Linked DNA regions of Zea mays: region 1 is linked to region 2. A link is a contact called in public Hi-C data. All regions are on one chromosome and are shown on one strand. Each heading gives the region's core, a stretch centred on a gene start, on an enhancer-like site or on the middle of the called end of the contact. The rest is flanking DNA. Distances are from core to core; before and after follow the strand shown.

Evidence for each region. Hi-C and Micro-C count contacts between places; a contact is called where the count stands out from the background.
Region 1: a contact with region 2 is called in a Hi-C map of leaf, with 5 times the contacts expected there. The contact joins the promoter of LOC109945686 here to the promoter of LOC100193786 in region 2. A contact is called at or near these places in 2 of 25 Hi-C or Micro-C datasets (ear and leaf).

The regions. Positions count from the first base shown.
Region 1 is chr4:21,544,211-21,551,206 of Zm-B73-REFERENCE-NAM-5.0, forward strand. LOC109945686 (pathogenesis-related protein PR-4) reads right to left here and starts at 4,438. Exons shown (of 2, transcript XM_020552003.1): 1 at 4,157-4,438; 2 at 3,856-4,026. The coding sequence starts at 4,438. The coding sequence ends at 3,856.
Region 2 is chr4:21,299,822-21,306,563 of Zm-B73-REFERENCE-NAM-5.0, forward strand. It overlaps LOC100193786, which reads right to left and starts at 3,544. Exons shown (of 9, transcript NM_001138871.1): 1 at 3,102-3,544; 2 at 2,920-3,015; 3 at 973-1,077; 4 at 291-443. The coding sequence starts at 3,377.

The DNA.
Region 1 (6,996 bases), core at 3,188-5,687, 250 kb after region 2:
GGCCGCGTGCACTTTGCCGGCGTGGAGAGTGGCCGAGGGCGCGGCGGTCGAGGCACTGTGGCGTGGGGGCAGCGACGACCGAGGCGCAGCGGCGGTCGAGGCGCGGCGGCGTGGAGGGCGCGCGACGGTCGAGGGCAGGGGCGCGACGACCAAGGGGCGCGGTGGGCGAGGGCGTGGTGGTGTCGGGCGCGGTGGGCGAGAAGGCGCAACGACCGAGGGCGTGGCAGTCAAGGGCGGGGTGGCATCCATCGCGGCGGCGTGGAGGGCCGCGGCGGCGGCGCGTGAGTGAGAGAGTGAGAAAGAAAGGATTTAGCAGTTGCTATGTACTTTGCCGAGTGCCCATGATCTGGCTCTAGGCAAAGATTTTTTATTTTTAAAATGCACTTTGTCGAGTGCCCTCGATCCGGCACTCGGCAAAGGCTTCTTTGCTGAGTGCCCTCTGGGCGACACTTGGCAAAGATTATTTCACTATACTTTGCTGAGGGTTCATATGTAGACACTCGATAAAGCTTTCTTTGCCGAGTGTCATTTCTGGACACTTGGCAAAGTACATTTTTATTTTTTTATTTTCTCAACCAAACTTTTTGTGGTATGTTCCTATACTATGTAGACCTACATGTAACATTTTGGGACAATTAGAAAAGTGTTTTCTATAGCTAGTAGATTTAGTTCGTTTATTTGAATTTCTTTGGAAAATTCACATTTGAACTGCAAGTCACTCGAAACTTGGAAAACCGTGCATGCAAAAATGATATCCATGCTATTTAGCACAAGTTACGACTGATTTCAGGAGCGGACCGGAAACTTCGAGCACCATGCTCACTCAACATGGCCGTGAACTTGCCATCCAGCTGTTTAAAAATTGTATAAAACACAAACAAAGTCAGAAAATTATGAAACTTGTCCACATGTCATGATATCATATGTAGAGGTTGTGATAAAAATTTGAGAATGTTTCGAGAAAGTTGTGAGACACTATGTGTATAAACCTAGGAGAACTACATTGAAACTCTATGATTTCATGTGTAGTTCTCCTAGGTTTCTACACATAGTACGTCACAACTTTCTCGAAACATTCTCAAATTTTTATCACAACCTCTACATATGATATCATGACACGTGGACAAGTTTCATGATTTTCTGACTTTGTTTGTGTTTTATACAATTTTTAAACAACTAGTTGGCAAGTTCATGACCATGTTTAGTGAGCATGTTGCTCGAAGTTTCCGGTCCGCTCCCGAAATCGGTCGTAACTTGTGCTAAATAGCATGAGTGTCATTTTTGCATGCACGGTTTTCCAAGTTTCGAGTGACTTGCAGTTCAAATCTGAATTTTCCAAACAAATTCAAATAAACGAACTAAATCTACTAGCTATAGAAAACACTATTATAATTGTCCCAAAATAGTACATGTAGGTCTACATAGTGTAATAACATAACACAAAAGTTTGGTTGACAAAATAAAAAAAATAAAAAATGCTTTGCCGAGTGCCAGCAGGTTGACACTCGGCAAAGAATCCTCTTTGCCGAGTGCCAACGCTCGGCCCTCGACAAAGGTTAACGACCGTCATCTTTAGACGGCCGCTGACGGCCCTTTGCCGAACACCGCCTTCGCCGAGTGTTTGGCACTCGGCAAAGACATCTTTGCCGAGTGGTACTTTTGTGCCGAGAGTCCTACACTCGGTAAATGAGCTCGTTACCGAGAGCATGACTTTGCCGAGCACCGCACTCGGCAAAGGCTTCTTTACCGAGTGCCCGACAAAAAGCACTCGGCAAAGCGCCGAGCACTCGGCAAAGGCTCGGATTCCGGTAGTGGTGCCACAAATGTCTTTTTAGGAACTTAGATGCCAAGGAAATAAAATTTCATTTTGGTAGTCCATCGTGTTGAGTGCTTGCCGAGCTTCGAAGTCAATATTTTGTAGCTCGTTAAGTTTGTGTCTTACTTCTTAGTGTGGCTTGAGTTTTACATCTAGCAGTCGTGTCCTTTTTCATCCTGTCATAGTTGCATTATCAGGTTAGTAAGACCTGTTTGGTATTTTGGTTATCAATCCCACATACTATCGTATATTTTAGTGTTTTAGTACATTCTAAATATCAATAATATGTACCATGGATATTGTGAAATCGTGTGCGATCAAAACATTGTATTAGTTGACATTAGAACATTGTCATAATTTGTTATTGTTAACGTATAGTGATTGACATGCTTTTGGATGTAATGCATGCATGTAAAATATGTGGTTTTGATTAATGTCAAATTATGCATGCGTGTTAATATGAGTCTTAATATTGTTGTAACACACTCGATGAAGTGGTGTTGCGAGGATTAACCTTCAGTCAAGCAATAGACTTATGCTTGTACACAGTTGTGTGTGTTGTTCATGTGCAGGTGTCGTTAAGGTAGAACATGGTGGGTGATGAGCTGAAACTAGGTTCGAGAGGAACTGAGGTTTTAGTACTAAGTTTAGGAAGGAACTGAGGTGCTATTAGCCAAGGATATCATGCGGGACGTTCGAACTTGAGAATGTGCAAATGAAAATGGATGTTGTGTTAAAGTCGCAGTGTGGTGTATGGTCATGTCACCAGGGGCGTATCTAGGGGTACCCTGGCATACCCTACGTACCCAACATATACACAGTATATATAAAAAAATTAAAAATATTTAACATAAAAGGGATGTTGCCCTAATAGTCTTGTAGATTGTGTTTCCTTTGTGTTTAGACTTATGGCCTCATGATCTATCTAATAAAGTATTAAGATGGTCTGCTAGATGATCAATACACTCGATCGCTCGGATTCTTGCACAATTTCTGAGTTATCATCTTATCTAGATGGTGATCCTCTTACTGAGTTTGATGAATCATTTAGTGCACTTAGTTGGTGGCATGATCATAAAAGAAGCTATCCAATTCTATCAATTCTAGCTAAATGTCTTAATTGTGCCTGTATAAACTATTTCTTCTTAGTGTGATTTCAGTTTACATGGCAGGTTGACACCAGAACATGTGGAGATGCTGTCTTTTGACAAGGATCGGGAACAAGCTGCTGCTCGGTAGCAACATAGTGTGGAGAACAAAGATCTTGAAGAGCTAATGGCAAACATGTATCTTGATGCACAAGAGGATGGTTCTGTTTGTGGTAGTGGTGGGGATGGACATGAAGTAATGCACCATTAAACTAAGATCATAAAAGAGCTAGGTTGTACTCTTTTTCCTTTAGGGTTGTATCCCCATGTAGTTAAAATGGGCTTTTACCTAAATGTTTTTAATGAGGCAACCAATGTAAACAACTATTTTTAAAGCGTGGTGATCTAATTTTTTATGTCTAGTTGTGGTTGTATACTTGTATGGCTAGTTGTGGTTGCTGATGGCTGGTGGCTGTGGGCTCATAAAACTTGTGGTTGCTGTCTGGCTGATACTTGTACGAGCTAGTGACTGTACTGTGTTTTTGTGTCCTTAATGGTTGTTTATGAAACTTGGTGTAAAATTCTATATATGGTTCTATCCTATATGGTTGTCTACAGGAATGTTGTTTATAAGACGGATTTGGGCCGTGCTTGGGCTGTTGTCAAGGCCCACATGCCGGGCGTGCCTCGGCCTGACTAATGCGGTCTGGTGTAGGTCCGGTTCGGCTCGTGCTAGTCCAGCCAGGCCCATTGGCCAGGTATAAATATAATATAACGTCCTCTTGCACTAATCCCATGATATAATTTTATTGTTACACTGATTTGTTTCTCCAGATTTATTCAGCAAACTGGTCGACAATATGCACCATGCATACGTGTATACATGTATATCGTCATATCGATGCGTCGTGCTGCCACCCGATCGATCGAGCATGCATATCAGATTGTCTTCTAATCTTGGCAATCGACGAACTGGTAGTCAACAGAAAGGTGGCCGTTGGCCATGCCCCCGCCATCGGTGTCAATTTGCTGGAACACCGAGATGTCCAGGTCGAGCCCGCCGTTGTCGCACTGGTCTACCACCCTCGCCACCGTGCTCGCTTGTGTCGCGCTGTTCGTCACCTGGTCAAGAAACCATTATTGCCGACTACGTTGTGAGTGCGCGAGAAGAAGACACAAACGCGCGCGACAGACACAGAGACAGTCAGACAGAGAAAGAAGATCGCACGCATGCATGTGCATGCATTCGCACCTGGAGGCAGCGGCCACATGAGGCCTGGCCATGATCACCGGCAGGGCCGCAGAACGCCGTCCACCCGTAGCGTTGCCGCCACGCCAGCGGCATGTCCGCGTCCCACGTCGCGCAGAACGTGCTCGCCTTCCGCATGTCCCAGTTTATGCTCTCTGGGTTGTACAGGTTGTACGTCGCCAGCACGCCGTCTGCCTCCTGTGCCTTCGCGCCATCAAAAGCGGCCAGGACGAACATGGCTAACGACGCCACGAGGAAGACGAGTGACACCCTTGAAACAGCCATCATATTGCGCTCTTTCTCTCTGGTTTTTTACTACTGTTTTGTAAATATAGCTTGTTATTAGCTCAGTATAGATCTGTGCATGTATCGGTTCTGTATGGCCATATTTATAGCTGCTGATGGCTACACTAGGTTCAGGTGCAAACAGAAAAGTAAGACGACGACTAGGCTGCTGGCGTGCTAGCTTAGTAGCCGTATTTTTTGTTAAGATATGATTATGAATCGACTTAGTTATCATCGCCTTGACCTGGTATATATGATGTTTCATTCGATAAGAACTATAGTATACGGTTACACGAGCTATGTCTAATAGCTTGTAATATTACTTCATATAGAAATGAGCTATGAGATTGATGGTTCGCTTCCATATATATGTACGTACGTAGTAACATAGATAAGGTATTTAATTCGCAACTGACGAGCATAGAAGGCTTCAACACTGGACACTGCTGTACTTGCGTACATAGTGTCCTTTTTCAGAATGATATGCCTAGTTGTACACTGATGCATAGAGCATAAAGAAACTCTTTTTTTCTCCTGTTCCTTCACTCACAGAGCTGATGAAACCCTCTGCTCCTACTACAGTGCAGGAGCAAGAGCACTTAGATCCCTACCAAAGAGACCCATAGAGAGTTGGCATGCTGTGTCAATTATTAAATTAAATACTCCTTCCGTCCCAAAATAATCAGTCATTGTAGATCTTGTTTTTTTTATTTCTATATTCAAATGAATAATGATGAAACTAGACACATATACATTAATTGTCGTATGAATCCACTAAAACGATAAAATGAATTTTAATTTGGAACGAAGCAAAGGAGTATAATAGTTACCAGGATGTATTTGACGACATGATATCTCGTTTTTCTCGATTTCAATGATTCACAAAAACCTAGACTAGTTTTGTCAGTGTTTCGAACCTCCGCTCCGACAAGAACATTTGTATATGCGCGCTATGGGCTCCATACAGCGTGCTCAGTGGGTGCAATGTTTATACTGGTTCGGACAGAACGTCCCTACATTCAGTCTTCGGCGGCTTGCGTTATCGGCACCTTTGTTGCTCGATGCTCGTAGTATTGGTTGCAAGCGAGTTACAAGCGGGTGAGAGAGGGAGGAAGGGCTCCCAAGTCTCTTCTGTGGGGGTGGCCCTAAGACTACAGAACTGATGTCCTACGCTAAGCCTTGGCTCCGGCCTCCAGGTCTTCATGTCTCACCATGTGCGTGGTCGCCTTCCATCGAGTGTCTTCTGTCTCGTGTGTTCTTGGGTCCGTTCTCCATCTTCGTGGTTGACCTCCTCCTTTTATAGGCCAAGATGGAGGTCGGCCGCCAGTGGCTTCTTTGAGAAGGAGTCATTATATCGTGGTAAAACTGAGCATCTTACCCTAGTGAGGCCGCTTGTCTGTATACACCTTGTCATCTCTGTTCGTGCTCATTAATAATGGATGGCATGGGTAGCGCGGGCCCTGGCACCATCATAACTACCTCTGCGCCACGTCGACACCTGGCCTCCGTAGTCCGGGTCTTGGCGTGGCTCGTCACGTTGCGGGCCCTGTGGATGGTTCGCACTCTTAGGCCTAGGCTTGATAGTCATGAGTGTTCCGCAGGCCAAGGGACTTATAGGTCATGAGTGCGCCATTGAGCAAAGAGCTGCATAAGTCATGAGTGCGCTGTAAGCCGAGGGGCTGCACATGTCATGAGTGGGAGATAGACCAACTCTCTATTGCGACCTGGTGTCAGGCATAGTTAATGCGACCGACCACTTATGGCGGGTCGGTATCGGGCTAGGCGTAGTTAATGCACCCGACCCTCCTATACTGCTCCACCACGCCCGACACCGGGCTCGGTGCCTCGGGGCTTATCCGGGGCGGGTGCTTCTGGGGTAGACGATTCCATTACTCTCTCACTAACGGGTGTCCCCTAATAGTTAGGAGGCTCCTATCTCGTGTGTTCTCTCTGACCGGTGGGCACTAGGGGCCAGAGGATCGTTTCCTCGACAAGTTTCGATTTCGGTTTTACCAGCAAAGAGATGAACAAAAGAAAAAAATACACCAAATCGTAATTGATTTCGCCTTAGAAACCAAAAAAGGCATAGTGGTTTCATATGCATGACTTTGATATTAAAAATACTAATTTGGTTATTATATGGCTCTATACATCACTTAGGTCTTGCTTGATGTATATGTGTATTCGCCACAATCCATATGCCTTGAAATGAATTATGGTAGAATTTAGTTTAACTTTTACCATAATTCAATCCCTACTACTCCTTAAGAGCCTATTGTAGGCGTCCACAACGGTGGTTCTGCCTCGGTGATCAACGTCCACGTGATCCCCTCCATCCTCCCCACCGCCCGCCCTAGCACCTTCGGCCTCCACCCGCGCGGCCACGCCCTTGCGCCCCCAAATCTCGCATCCCCACCCTCCTCCCCACGCCGTCAATGGCGCGCGCAGATCCCAGGTGGCTGAGGATCCGCCCCACCCTCCTCCCCACGCCGTTGATGGCGCGTGCAGATCCAGGTGGCCGAGGATCCACCCCACCCTCCTCTCCCCTTCTAGGCCCC
Region 2 (6,742 bases), core at 2,294-4,793:
AATCCAAACAAAGAAAGCTAGAAACTAGAAAGCATAACTTCCAATGAAAACAGAGAGAAAAAACAAACTCACATGAGGCACATGACGCACATCTCATAAGAAAAGTGCACCAAATTGAAAACAATCTCATAAGAAATAAATGATGCCATTTTGGCTAGTTCTAGTCAATCCCATATCAGAAGGTACTTAGAAGTGTTAGGACCAGCCAGTTATCATTGTTGGTTTTCAACCATACATAAAAATCTGGATGTTTTAAGTAACAAGAAGTTTGCAGAGCTGAAGAACAGTACCTGAAAATATTGGTTCCACAGGCTAGATTTACCAGAGCTTAAAGGATGCTCTTCATTAGTAACTTCGAATCTCGAAAGAAAGCCAATCCTCTCAATACTTGTGTCTTTCTTTCTTGACAGCTTTGTTTCCTCAATCATTCGTAGTTTTTCTGACTGAGCACATAAAGAACTGTCAGAAGTCTCACATTAACAATTGAACAATTTGTGTGCCCTTAGAAGAACCAATCACAGAAAAAGTTCTGGACTATACTGAACAGCAGTGATAAACACCTCCTAAAATATGATTTAAGGCTCAAAGGAACTAGCTGTGTTGCCAGGTATCTATCTTATCTTAGAACTTCACCTTATGAAAAATGCTGAGAGCTACTCATTTTTTTTTACTATCATGGCTACTATATTGCCAATTGACTTCTGATTTTTTGGGGCACATTCTTGATTTATTTCTAGGTAAAACAACCACACACCATTGTATTACGGAACAAGAAACAGGTTTTCCTAATCCTAGCAACTCTAGATATTGTTCCTCATATTATATGTACAAAGATAATTAGAACTGAAAGATCTTCAGTCATTGAGTTGAAAACTAGGAACTGAAACTCACAGGATCACATTATATGTACAAAGATAACTAGGATTGATAGATCTTCACTCATCGAGTCGAAGACTAGCAAATGAAACTTACAGGATTTAGAAGAAACTCTTCTCTGTATGCACTATATTGACTCCGCTTCTTTTCTAACTCATAAGTCCATAAGGAACGATCAGTTGGCAAATACCCCAAAAGAAGCTGCACACTATAAATATAGTAGAATAAATTTCTCGTGTACAGAGTAATTAGAATAACAAAATTGATATAAACTGTACAAACATACTGCCAGCCAGCAGGGATGAAAACGGTTTCAGAATTTTTCGGAATTCCGGAAACCGTTTTCGGTTTTTTCGATCTGATCACCGATAACGGTATTTTTCGGAAACAGAATCGATTATCACAATTTTATATCGGAATCGGTGTTGTGTTTAACCGACCGCTTCCTTCGGTTACCGGTTTTAATCGGAAATTTACCGAATTTAGGTCTCGGAATTTTCTAGAATTGTGGACTTGTGAGCTTGTGAATTGTGGACTTATGAACTTGTGAATTGTTATATTGTGAACTTGCGATCTTTGTGAACTTGTTATATTGTAAACTTGTGGTCTTTGTATACTTGCCAACTTGTGAAATGTGAGTATGTGAACTTGTTATATTGTGAATTGTGAACTTGTGATCTTTGTAAACTTGTCAACTTGTGAGATGTATGTGAACTTGTGGTCTTTGTGAACTTGTCATAGTGTGAACTTGTTATGCATGTGAACTTGTGATTTTTTTGAACTTGTGAATTGTAACCAAGTGACCTTTATGAACTTGTTATATTGTCAACTTGTGATAATTGGTATGTTTACCGATCGTATTTTAGATTCTGACCGTTACCGAGGTATTTTCCGCACCGAACTTCCGTTTCCAATTTCCGAAATACCGATTTCGTTTCCGTTTCCAGAGTTACCGTTTTTTATTTCGTTTCCGATAAAAAATATAAAACCGGATATGGTTTTAGCGTTTACCGGCCGTTTCCAACCGTTTTCATCCCTACTAGAGACTAGAGTGCATGCTTAATAACGACCATTTACAAACCAACACATTATACAAAACTTATGGTCAATGTGAAATGCAATGCAAGCCATAGTAAACCAACACCACCACACCTATCAGGAATTAGAACATCAAGCAAATTCAAAAAGACACTGATGGTAGTCAAGTGCAGGACAAAATTGAATATAAGATATGGCCCAGAAACAGTGTGAAGCTATATAGAGCACTATGGGTGCAGATGCACCCACCAAAAAATAAAATACCATTAAGTAGATCAAATTTTCACCATGTTTATGGCTTGACTCAGCATCTATAATGCAAGTGCATCCTCCTCCGATTCGATCTAGCTTTGCCACTGCCCAGGAAGGTAAACGAAGAAGGCTTCACTTTCACTGAAAAAGGCCATGAAGCCTTTTCAAGTGTTATATTTCCTAGACACACTAGGAACTACTTTTTGAGTGGGTGATTTTCACACAAAAAAGGTGCATGTACGTGCACAGAGAACTACTCAATGACAAGAAATTGGAACTTCAAGCTGATAAAACCTTGAGAGTCAGGTGCAGTTGAACAAATGTTATGGATTACAGGCTCAGCACATTTAAAAGATATTTACATGGTGGGTTGGGAAAATACATCTTTTCTTTCCAAGGTCATCTCTCTTCACAACAGCAACATCTAATTCCATTTCCATGACCGCATTGAAAATGTAACACGTAACAGGGCACCAACAGAGTATTGTCCATTCCCCATTTACCAAACAAACCACCAGCGCTGCAGATATAAGAAATTATACACTCCGTAACTTTTATCTCCATGTCTCAATAGTCAATACAACCAGAAAAAAAAATGAGGACAGACATAAGTCAGCTAGAAAGAATGGAAAAATGACCAACTATCCCAGTGAAATATCAACACTAAACCCTTGCAGGGCAAGTAGGAAGTGCAGAACTCCGAACTCTCAACCAAAATTCGCTATAGAATCAGAAGAGAATGCGAGTGGGGACCTTCCAGACGACGGGTCGGACACCAGTACCGCCGTCGGGGACGCCGAGGCAGGCTAAGCGCCGCAGCTCTCCCATGTTCACCACCTTCTTCGATAGCTGCACGCACCGACAAGAGAATCAAACAGGAAAAAAGCTAGTGAGAATCCAAGCGATAACCAACACCGCACTTTTCCTGCACGCACCGCGGCCTTGAAGTCGGAGAGCAGGTGTGCCCGTATCACCGCCCCGGCGCCCTCGTCGTCCTCCTCCTCCCTCCGGCCACCACCCACCCCTACGGCCTGCTCGTACGACGGCGGCGGCGGTACGGGAGAGGCAGTAGCTGGCGGCGGCGGCGGCTTTGGGGGTGGCGGCGGAGCGAGGTCGGCGCCGTAGGGGTCCGGCTGGGCGGGCGCGGGCGGGGTAGCGGACCAAATTGGGCTGTTGAGCCACTCCGGCACCGCCCGCCCTTTCTTCCGCATGCTCCCCTACACCCGAAGTATCGTATCGAGGGGCCTCGAGGGGGTCAGTCAGGGAAGGGGGCAGCCGGCGTCCGCGTGGGTGAGCGGAAGAAGGGAAGGGTCTGGAAGAAGGGGAGAGAGAGGGGAGGCCGAGTGGGGACAGCAACAGCGGCGCAGATCTCGAAAAGTCGAAACTGCAAGTGGCGAGTTGCAGCGCTCCTTGCTGTTAATGCAGAGAGGGATTGCTTCGGCCCGAACGGGATTGGAAAGGAAAGGGAGGGCTGCTGGGAACGTGGGCTAGTGGCCAGCGACGGTTGCAGCACGGCAGTGTGGTTTTGTTGCGCGCGCGGGTTAGCACAGGTAGACGATATGCATTAAAAATACATATTTTCTCTGTCTTAATTTATAATTCATTTACTTTTTATAAAGTTTAACTGACTTATTTTATTCAATTTTTTCATAATTTTTTTAAAAATAAAGTCAATATTATATGCTAAACAATATCACAATAAAAATTAATAATTATAATTCTTTTGAATAAGATCAGTTGATCAAACTTATAATAAAAAAATTAAACGTAATTAATTTACAAATTACTCTCTTCGTCTAAAATTATATAGTATTTTAACCTTTCTTTATCAAGCCATATCAAGTTTGATCTAATTTATATAGTAAAATAATCGTATTTTTAATATTAAATAAGTTATATTAGAATACTCATTAATTATATAATTTATATTATAATTAATTGATATCATATTTTTTTAAATTCTCTATGATTTTGGTTAACTTTAGATGTTTTGATTTTTAAAAATAGAACATCTTAGAACTTAGAGAGTAAAACTTATGAATAAAAATACATATGAGGTGTCCGGTTACGTTGAATGTTTGGATATATATAGGGTAAAATTTAGAAAAAACACATACTTAGGCCGGTGTATATCAAAGATTGTCGTTTTGGCTCACCATGCAGTTTTCTTCTGAGTTTGCCCCTGCATACATGTGTGCGGCATGTCGTTTCCCGAAACAATGCAGGGCATGTTCGGTTACACCAATTCATAAGGGGATTGGAGGGGATTAAATCCCCTCCTAGTCAAAAATGACTACAAGACAATTTAAACTTCTACAATCTCCTTCCGGAATGGTGTAACCGAACAAGCCAGAATCCCAAAAAAACATCGAAAACATACGTCCTAGCCAAGCAAAAAAACACAATTGGGGCACTGCGGTCACCAAGTTTCAAACCCAGATCACAACCCAAAGAACACAAATGAAGTGCAGTAACCAGTCGGGAGAAGAAAGAGATTTGAACGGGAAAGACTTTGGACTATATTTAATATGGGTACGACTGGGAATTAGCTACCTAAATAATCACTTCTTGGTATACATAATCCTGTCTAAAACCACAAAAAAACAGTACACCAAAGGGAGTAGGAGGTGTCTCAATCCTTGAATAAAGTTTAGTCCAGTTACATTGAATATTTGCATACCAATTAGAAAGACTAAATATGAGATAATTATAAAACTAATTGCATAAACTATAATGAGTTTGTGAGATGAATTTGTTAAGTCTAATTAATCTACAATTATGTAACACCGCAAAAACATAATTTTGGGATTTATGATTTTTTTAAATATTTAAAATCTAAAGTGTCTTCTAATGAAGTTATGAATTGGAACTAGTTTTCTAAAAGTTAAATAAATGCTAAATATAAAATTTTGGTTATGTATTTAAACTATTTTCTTGGATGGATAAAGTGGCAAAATTATTTTATGTGAACTACTCCTTTTATGAACTATATATTTAGAAGTATTTATATAAATAAATAAATATTTAATAAAGCAAATGCAAACTTTGCATCATGCCGAGAGTTTTTATTTGTGTATTTAATTTGTGGTTGAAACTCACAACCAAATTTTAAATAGATAAAACCAATATAAATAAAACAGAAGAGAAAAAAAGGAAAGAAAACAAGAAAAAGAAAGGAGAATGATTAAGGAGAAAAAGCGGAAGACCCATGCGCTCTCGGGTCTTGGCCCACACTCACTTTACCTTCCAGCCGGCCTACATCCTGGGTATTTTTTTCTTTTCTTTATTTTTCAAGCCGCATATTACATCACATCACGCTGGCGTCATCCGATAGGTCTCCGACGTGTGGTTTAGGCTAACTGCAACGCTGCCCCTTTGGCAGCCCCCTCCCCTTGCATGGCGCCTATAGGGGGCACTCTACGGTCGCAGCGCTGCTCCCTACAACGCCCCCTACGCGCCGACCCCCTTCTCTCTCCCCCAGATATAGCGTGTCACTGTTCATCCCTCAAACACTATGTTGTGGGTTTACGAGTAATTGTTAGTAAATAAAAAATTGATAGTTGATATAGAAAATGATATTTTATAGTTGTAGCGGGGTATACGGGGAGTATTTAGAGGGAACCGCTGTGGGAGATGAAAAAATAGGGGGAAAATATGGGAAAAAGTGATATAGGGGGAAAATTTAGGGGTAACGGTTGCGGATAGCCTTACCTCTAAATTTTTCCCCATATATCACTTTTTCCTCCTATTTCCCCCCTATTTTTTCATCTTCCGCAGCGGTTCCCCCTAAATACTCCCCCTATACCCCACTACAACCATAAAATATCATTTTCTATACCTACTTTTTATCCACTATCAATTTTTCATCCACTAATAATTCATCGCGGGCCCACAACACAGTGCCAAACAGTGTAAGGGCGCATGAACAGTGAACCGCCAGGAGTGGAGGGAGAGAGAAGCGCTCCCCTCGGTAGGGGGCTCCATAGAGGCAACTGTTGCGCGGGTGGGGGGACTTCTGTACACGGCATGCAAGGGGAGAGGAAAGTATAGCGGCGACCCTTGCAGACAGTCTTAGAAGGCCGGAGATTTCACGCCGGTGGGGAGCTTCATCGTTCGGTCGCAAGAACTCGTGGACGCACAAAGCAATGTCGTCGAATTCACACTGGTGAGCCTCCTACCCGTTTGGTTTGGTCGTTATCTACGTGTAGTCTTCTCCATCACGAAAAAACGGTGCACTAGGACGATGTATGCGCTACGCCGGCGAGCTCGCCGTCGTAGTCAGCTGGCGCCGCGTGTGCGCCGCCGTACACAGTTGCCGGAGGTAGAAGGCGAGTTTCTATCCGTCGATCTAGGAGTTGTTGAGCACCAAAAAGAGCGACCGGACGGTTTGCCCCTGGGCCGAATGGTCCGCACCGGTGGTCCAGAGTCCAGACGGTCCACGCGCGCAGTGTCAATTAGGGTTCTGAGTTTCTTGCTACAGTTATTGGCTAGATTCGCGAAATTAGCTCAGGGAATTTGTTTGTAACGGGTTCAGCCCCCTCCTCTATTAATACAGAGGATTATGGTCGATTAATTA